Linked DNA regions of Sus scrofa: region 2 is linked to region 1. The links are chromatin contacts, called in public Hi-C maps. All regions are on one chromosome and are shown on one strand. Each heading gives the region's core, a stretch centred on a gene start, on an enhancer-like site or on the middle of the called end of the contact. The rest is flanking DNA. Distances are from core to core; before and after follow the strand shown.

Evidence for each region. A called contact is a pair of places that touch in the nucleus more often than the background predicts.
Region 2: a contact with region 1 is called in a Hi-C map of fetal heart ventricle, with 2.7 times the contacts expected there. The contact joins two enhancer-like sites. A contact is called at or near these places in 2 of 47 Hi-C or Micro-C datasets (epiblast stem cells and fetal heart ventricle).

The regions. Positions count from the first base shown.
Region 1 is chr1:19,884,654-19,889,141 of Sscrofa11.1, reverse strand. All of the region lies in intron 3 of EPM2A (laforin), which reads right to left. Among named protein-coding and RNA genes, the nearest start is that of EPM2A, 80 kb to the right of the region's middle. Within about 2 kb of position 1,896, at least 2 of the 83 cell types and tissues checked have an H3K27ac peak or open chromatin away from gene starts, as enhancers often do.
Region 2 is chr1:20,107,861-20,112,348 of Sscrofa11.1, reverse strand. No RefSeq gene overlaps it. Among named protein-coding and RNA genes, the nearest start is that of EPM2A, 300 kb to the right of the region's middle. Within about 2 kb of position 2,183, at least 2 of the 83 cell types and tissues checked have an H3K27ac peak or open chromatin away from gene starts, as enhancers often do.

The DNA.
Region 1 (4,488 bases), core at 647-3,146:
AGCTGCTCTCTGTCCTCAACCACTAGGGACACCACAGTCCTGGGGGATCCTCAGGGGCCACAGAGAAGCTACCTGTCCAGCCTTCACATTGCCTCCTAGCAGAGGAGGGGAAAGGCCCTCTCTCAAAGTTCATGGCAGATTTTTACTGAGACCTGGAATTCTCCCATAAGAGCCACTCAAGTAAGTTTAGACTTTCCTCCTTAGATGTCCTCTTTTAAAATGCAAGTGCCCTGAAGGGGCCAGCACAACACCTTGCAATCAGGCATCGGCCCCTTAGGAGAGACTTTATGGAAGCCCCACAGTGGCCTGAAGGCCTCCCATGGAAGCGGGGAGGGGGGGGTGTCTTGGCTTCAGGCACACCACACTGTGAGATCAGCAGGAAATCAAACAGAAGCCAGATAATATTCTAATGTTGCTGCTGGGGCTGTTAATCCCTCTGACAAGGGATCTAAAGGCCTCACACAGCATTTCAGAGACGTTTTTAACAGGAATGCTTTAGGCAGAGCACACTTTGCATTTCCTGAAGCCCCATCTCTTCCCAGTGCCTGTTGCTACACTTTCAGTTCCCTTCCTGGTCCCCAAGGGCATCTGAAGTGGAGACATACCAGCTCCCCAGCCTTGCTGGGTTTCTGAGTCCAAATGAACTTTAAACTTTAATTGTGTTTGGTTGCAGGGTGCTCTGAGGTTATAGCTAGGTGGGCCTGCCATACAGTCCGTTGCTCTAGAGGCAGTAAAACATTACCGGAGACGTAACAAGGTGTAAGAGAGCATATCTACTGGAGAGATATCTCGCTGTGTGTCTCAGAAGAGTACTGTGTATTTGATCCACTCTTTGAATTGGGGCATCAGAGGAGCAAAACCTCCAAGGTCGGTTTGAGTGACCCTGCTGATAGGGTTAAGCCGTTCAAGGGCAGAGCTTCTGTTCCCTGGAGGGTTTTAGAGGTTTACTTTCCATAATATTGGCAGAGAAGGAACTCCCAGTGATGGATCTGGGAAGCTTGGGTTCTTCTGCCCCTGCCACAGCTGGTATTGCTTTTCAAGTTCCCTGTAAAAGCTGCCTCTCCAGTTACCATGTGCATTGCCAGGAGATAAACATTTTTTAATGTGGGTTTTCAAATGCCCAATAGACAAGGAGACCACAGTGGCCATTTGCAGGGGGAGCTGCCAGAGTCAGAGTCCCAGAGTCAATACTCAGCTTTTGCAGTATCGGCGGACACAGCCCACTGCAGCCAGGGCGGCTCTATGGGCCCATCAAGATCCCTTCTCTGACCTTCTCTCTGGCCAGAGGTTACCCAAGGAAGGGTCTGCACCAAATGGCCAAATGACCTAGTATCTCCCCCTTCCCTTTTTATCCGTAAAAGACTCCTTAACAGGTATGTATACAGTTTAGAAGTTGAAAAGGAATAGGTGCTTAAGGTTCAGTGAGCTCAGATGCATAATCCTGGAAGGTAAATGTCACGTGGAAACTCCAGAAGGCTCTCAGTTTAAACACAGGCTTCACCCGCCAGGAGTCTTCTCCTAGAAGCCCTCAGCCATCCCACTTAAGACCTGTCAAACAATTATTTAAAAGCATAAAGAATGAAGAAAGTACAAAAAAGGAGCACCAGAGAAGCAGATGATCTAGGACGTCTATCTATCTCTGGTCCTGGCCTCGGCTGGACGGTTTTCTTTTGGCCCCACATTGATTGATGACAGCTAACTATACTGAGCCCTTTCTATCTGCCAAGCACTGTTGTAAGTAACTGTGCGTGCAATAGCTCCATGACTGCCACCTCTCAACAACTATGAGGTTGGTACTATAATTATCCTTAGTTATATCTGAAATCTGCCCATGGTTATTTCCTAATGGCAACTCAAACCCGGCCATCCAGATTCTAAAGACTGGTCTTAACTTCTGTACCATGGTCCTTCCCTAATCTACCCAGTCAGTGGCACTTGTTGGTTCCCCTGCAGTCAGTCTGAATTCTCAGCCAGTCCTTGCAGCCACCTTGTCTGCTCATGCCCTGGCTCTCACTCCAGTGTGAGAATCCCGGGGCTCAGCCCTCACCCTAGAGTGGCCACCTCTATCCTATAGCCACATGTTCTTCTGCTTGAAAACCCATTCTAAGGAGCCTGAGCTAATACATAACCCACCAAGAAATCACAAGAGGGTCCCCATATCAGAGCTCACACAACAAAGTCAGGGTCAGCCAGATCCTCTAATTTCTATGCTTCATATATTTAAGCTCCAGATAGAATTGAATTCAATAAAAGTTTCCATTTTCCAAAAACAATAATACCTCAAGGCAAGAGAGAACCACTGATTCTTTTTTAATGTAAAATATTCCAAATTTTAAATGTTGGCAACTAAGTTGAAAATTTCAAAAATTTAAAATTTGAAAGTGCAGGTCCAACAGAACACTGCACCATCTGTGATTCTTACTTTGAAATTTAAAACAGGCCTGACGCTCCATAGAGGCTCAGTAAATATTCGTTAAGTACATGAATTAAAACAAAGTAAAACAAAACCATGAATACCGATTTGATCTGAGATACTCTGAGTTCCCTCTAATCTTAACTTCTGGTCCACATCTCCTCCAGGCTAATGCAACTTGGAATGATAAAAACTACATGAAAAGATGCAATGAGCCAGCAAGCAGAGGTTGTGAGAGGTGGGACAGGGGTATGGTGGGCAGCCCAAGGCTTTAGGACCTGAATAAATGGGAATAAGGGGATCCTAAAGATATCTGCGATTGAGCTAAGCTCTCCCTGAGAGAAATCATTCCCAGCATAATGTTCAGCCTCCCTCTCTCTCCCTCTCTCTTTCTTTCTCTCTCTCTCTCTCTCTCTCTCACACACCACACACACACACACCTTTCTTAATCCAGAGGCAGATTCATAGCTGAATGTATTACTATTTTATTTGAGCATATCTTCTTTTCCTTATTATAGATAAGGTCCACATTATAACACCCTTTGGCAGAAACTGAAGGACTTGGACTAATAATATAGTCCTGACCTTGGGATTTGCAAGGCACCTTCCTATCAATTATCTTATTCTCTTGTTATAATCCTATAAGGCAGAAATTATTACTCTCCTTTTTCTAGATGCAGGAACGAGCCTGCCCATATCACACAGCAGCTCAGACAGTGATAAGGCTCCAAGGCCAATGTCTTTGCTTCATGGCAACACTGAATTTAGCGTGTTGAGTCAGAGAAAGAAGGCAGGCTGTGACAACAAAGGGTGGCCGCGGACTCAGGACAGCATATTACCTTTTTGGGAGGCAAGGATGGACCATTTGTTATCAATAGCACTGAAATAATGGAAGCCAAAACCTAATCTGAGAACTTCCTACCTGGACCAAAACTGACTTTCAATGAACAGATTTAATGTTTTCAGGTGAGGGCTATATTGGGGAGCTTTTTGTTTCTCAGGTGAAAGATACAAACCACGATTTTTTTTAAAAAAAGAAAAAAGTCTCAAAAAACCCCAACCCCTCTGCATATGACAAAAAGAACAAGAGGAAGGATCGATGGCACGATTGGTTGTAACAGGTCTGTGACAACCATGGTGACAGTCAGGCCTAACAAACTGTCTTCTTTCCTCAGACTTTATCTGACAGCAGTATGCTGTGGCTCAAAACACTTCCAGATGGATTTTCCCCTAGAGTATTAAAAATATTCAGCTGAATTAATCTCTGTGTTCATTGTGCTAATACTGTGGGCCACACAGATTGATTTATTGGTCAAAAATGCCTCTGTGACTAGGAGGCAGTTGTTAGCCCTTTGACTGCTCCCCCAGGCTATGCTGAACCAAAGAAACCTTTCCTTGGTCTTGGAGTTGGGCCTTTTTCAAGTGGGAGCTTTCATTTTGCTGCCACTTCATATTCCCAGACTGCCTCAGTGTAGAAGATACTTCATTGTAGGACTGGGTTCTGGTGACTGGTGACTCTATGAGCCACCCCCACCCCTCAAAAAAAGGTCTGACTACAATTACAGTGGGTCTTTGGCGATAGAATTTTCCCTCAGATTTCTTCATCTTCCCAAACTATCAAGTAAACTGCCTATTTTTCAGCAGGGTTTTGGGGGGTGATCAGTGCAGGGGGTGGATCAGGCCATAAGTAACTTCTCTGAGCCTCCTCTCATATCATACTCCAAGGGGATAACAATGCTATAAGATCAGGATCAAAGAAGTAAAAATCAAAACATTCTCTGGAAGCTGCTGGCACACTACCCTAACAATCTTCTCTTTTGAAACCAGAGAAACAAACTGGACAGGGCAAATATGACCTAGATTCCACCAGCACTCTTCTATGCAAATAAAAGGGTTTTTTTTGTTTTGTTTTTTTTTCCTTCCTTGAAAAAAGACAGAGATCTTGCAACTAAATCAAGTTCCTCTGGATGAGCATTAATTACCAAGACGAGTAACCAAACTATCTCCTCCTTTAAGAAGAAAAATGATACTTCATCCCAGTGACACCTCAGTTCAGACAGACACAAAGAAGGGCC
Region 2 (4,488 bases), core at 934-3,433, 220 kb before region 1:
TGATTTTTTCCAAAAATAGATAAAGCCCACCCTTTGGGTACAAATATCTCATACTACAGAATAAATCCAAATGACCAGAAATATAAAAAGGCTTTTTCTGTGTAATAAATGGAAGAGTTACTGGAGGTTTAGCAGAGTAAAGAATGGTAGAAACGCCATAATTCTGCCTGACTGTGGGGTGGACCACACACAGTCCAGCAGGCAGAATGACCTGACTCTTCCTCATGCTGCTGTCAGATCAGTGTTCCAAGCCCAGTGAGCCTTTGCAGGTGCTGTTGGTAAATATTCTTGGCCAGTGTGCACACTCCTGCAAATAATGCATGATCGCACACAAATGTTCACCCCCGGGCACCATCTGTAGCATAAATATTTCTAGATGTACCACCCAAAGACCATGGGCTTACAATTTAGAACCTAAATGATCTTTCTTCTTCCTATGTCTGTGTCTTTTCTCAATTGAGATGGTGAAGCCCAAATGGCAGAGGTCTCTCCTCTAAGGTAACTTTTCACATAAGGAAGTTAGGCATAGAGACAGAAGCTAGAGGACCTTCCTTCCCAGTGCTCATCACCCACCTCCCAAAGGCCCCCTTTGCTCCTCCATCTTCCAGACTGACTCTGGGGATGCTGATAGAAGCAAGTCACATCCAGCATTCAATTTCTACTTCTAATTCCATTGTCTTTATTGGCATGATAAGGTGTACAGGTGTTGCCACAATTAATACATCATGTTATTTTACAACAAGTAGTGTTTGGTGTCTATTTCCCATAATGTCCTATTTCCATGACTCCTTATAAGTCTGTCCTGGCTCATTATTCTTTCTTCCAAGAAGTATTCAGGTATATACTTCTTTTCTTGCTAATCAAGGTCGATTTATTTGTTTTGAAGAAGGAAAATGTAATTTTAACTTCTCTGTTGAGCAAGGCTGATTAGGAGCCCTAGTTTTACAACTCAGAGGTGCCATGGTCAAGAGCATGGGTTCCATGTCATCCTGCTTTCAAGTCCTGGCTCTGCCACTTCTTAGGAAGTCTTCTTCTTGAGACCTCTGTTTTCTGTCTGTGTAAGATTTGTACTTTTTGAATTTTGTAACATGAGCACACTTACTAATTCAGAAAGAAATAAAAAACATTTAAAAAAATAATTAAGCCACGCAGGTGTGATATGCAGGACATACCAAAGAGGAAAAACTGGAGGAGTTTTTTGAATCATATCATAGTAATAGATCTGAGACGAGGAGATCCCACCCTTAAATTAAGAAGAGAGAGGATGGATTGACCTGCTGTCTAGCACAGAGAACTCCTACCCAATGTTCTGTGATAATCTATGCGGGAAAAGAATCTGAATGAAAATGAATATGCATTCATGTATAACTGAATCACTTTGTACAGCAGAAATTCTCACACCCTTGTAAATCAACTATACTTCAATAAAACTTAAAAAAGAAAAAAAAAAAGAGAGAGGGAGAGAGAGAAAGAAAACATAGCCTAGGCTCTGAGGACTGAAGGTCAGAGGGAATGGGGTTGGGTTTCATGATGGCAGCTGGTTGACATCTGTTTCAGGAAGCAGGTCTTCCATCAGGTTTCTCCCTCCAAGATCCTCCTACCCTCACTATTTTCCCTTCATTCTTCTTCTCCTTTCCATCCCCTTTCATAGCTTCTTTGATGAATTCTAAATCAGAACTTCTGAACCTCAGTAACTTCCTGACACTTACATTCTCCATCACACTGGCATCTTGCCAGTGTATGTTTTATGCTTCCAATACATTTGAAAGCGTGTTTTTTTTTTTTTAATCTAATTCCTCTCTTCTATTATAGCCTGGCCCAACACCTTGTCCATTCTTGCCTCAGGAATGTGGTAGATTGTTTGCACAGTGGTGGTAGTACCTCCTCTCATTCCTGTCCACACCTCATGACTTTGCAGCTCTACTCGTGAAGGATTGCAGCCTGTTTCCCCACGTGTAGAGTCTGGGCTGGCCTCATGATCTGCTTCAGCCTAAAAAATGTGGCTGAAGTGACATTCTGAGAACTCTGAAGCTTCTCTTCTCCCCTTCTTGGACTTCTGCTCTGAGTAGGGGACTTACCCAGCCATATGGAAAAGAATCCTGCAGCCTGCCAGCCACACATGTACAAGGGACCACCTTAGACCAGGGTTGAGCTGCTAGGTGACTCCAATGGCACTGTTGACCCCAGCCAGAGCAGTTCACGTTGCTAAACCCCAGAAGTGTGAGAAAACCAACAGCATTTGCTTTAAGCAACTAAGTTTTGGGTGGTATGTTGTGCAGAATACAGGACTGAAGCAAGGATTCTGATTAAATGCAGTGTTAGAACAGTTGTCACTCTTGCTTGTCCTTAGGTGTAGTTGTGAATTCACACATTGGCAAGTAGCAGTAACAGTCAAGGGAAGAAATAGCAGGTGAGCAGGTAGAAGCCTTGGGTGTGCTGGAGCCCTTTCTCAGAAATAGCAGCATAATTGCTGGCTGCAGTTTTCTTATAGATTAAATTTTTCACTTACTGAGCAAATATATCTATAACAGAGGTCACAACGTCTTATTCCTACCTATCATAGGTGGTAAATGTCAAGATTAGTGTGCATGATTCTCCTTAATTCTACCTCTCTCCTGTGAATATTCAGGTAAACAGGCACCATAGACAAAGTTTTCTTTTCTGTAAAGTCTGGACATGCCATCTTGAATTAGAAGAGAAGGGAGGTGAGTTGCTGTTATTGTTGGTAGAAGCAAAAGGCACCTGGAAGAGGGAGGAGGGAAAGCAGGGGGTGGACCTGCACCAAAGTCTAGAACTTACCCCAAAGTCTAAAACCCAACACAGCTCCTGGGAATTTGATTTGGGGTCACTGTGGAGCAGGGCACAAAAATGTAAACATCCACAGTGGTGCTAGTCACATGAATAGGTGCAGTCCAGTGGGAGAACTAGGGGAAGTGGTAGGGCCTGGTGAGTGAGAGCATATACAGAGCTTACAGGGGACAATGACATGACTCTGCTTTCTTAGTTTTTTGGAATGAAAGCCCAATGTGGCCATGATCTCCAGTTGTTCAAGAGGAGCTGAACATTTGAATTATTAAGTGAAGTCACTAAAGTTTAAATTCTAATGACAATTTTAGAAGAATGTAAAACCCTAGGAATGCTACCCAAAGCATGTCTGCAGACTAGTTTGTAACCTCTGACAAATAGAGTCAGAAATGATACTCACTATATTTAACAGCTGGAAGATTCACCATGTTTAAGAGCTGGGATGTCCACTCTGGCCACAGCACTAAGCCTGTGCTTGACCGGGTGTTAACCTGTAGTTGCTGGATGATGAGGATATGGAGAAGATATGGGGACAGGGGCTGGGTAGCTGGAGCCATCATGTGATTCTCAAGGGGGTTTCCAGGGAAATGGCTATTTTGTAACCAGTGTGGAATTATTTCAGTATCTTAACAAAGGGTAGTATCAGATGATTATCTGATTATCAGCTCTGTAACAAAGAGAGATGAATATCAGCTCTGTAACAGAGTAAATTCATAGTACCTAGCATTTTTTCTTCAGTATTTTATTTTCTGTTTTATTATTGTAAGAAAAAAGATTAATGAAGGCTCTTGCTGCTGAATATTATAACAGTTCTTGCTTTTATTCTCAGTTGATTCCTCTAGTGCCCAGCAATTGTCTCCAGAGCAACGATTTCTGTTTTTATAAATCTTAGATCATGAAGAGGTAAGGAGGAAGCAAGAGTAATGGCAAAATCTTTACAAGCCAAGATTTTCTTTCCAACATGAAAAAGTTTGTAATAAAACCTCAGTTCTCTCACTTGCCTATTTATAGCCATATCTTGAGTGCCTTAGTGCTGGTTATAACCTAGAAAAATGAAATGTATTGCTCAGTCAATCAAATACTTCTTGAACATCCACTGTGCAATCAGCACTTTGCTAGGTGCTATCAGGGATTCAAGAGAAAAACCAATCTCTAAAAGACCATCACACTTTCATGGGCAAATAAGAGATAACACAGCAACAGGTGAATCCGGGTACAAAACAGAGTGTATTGATCTGACTGGAGGTGTGTGTTGAGGAATGATGACAGGGTAGCTGAGGAAAGCAGAGGACTATGAGTTCTGAGCTGACAAAGCTTACCTTCTGCCTCTTCATACCAGGGTGTTTAGTGGAAATCCATCACCTCCTTTCCTGTAGACCCCACCTGGGCTAGTGCTATCATGCTTCACAGTGATTGTTGGAAGCCTGTTTCCCAGATCATTCTCCATCATCCCAGTTTGTCTATTGCTTGATTCCCATCCCCCCCCAACTTCCCACCCACTTGGGTTGTTGCATTTTCTGTAGAACAGAGTCAGTCAACAGCAGCTGCCTCTACCAAGCCTCAGTCTCTCTTCTGGACATTGCCTTTGCAATCTAGCTATAACTGAAGTTAGCTGTGCCCCTGAGGACACTGCTGCCTCAGAGTGCACCAAGTAAAACTTCCCTGACCTCACACCATGTGCCT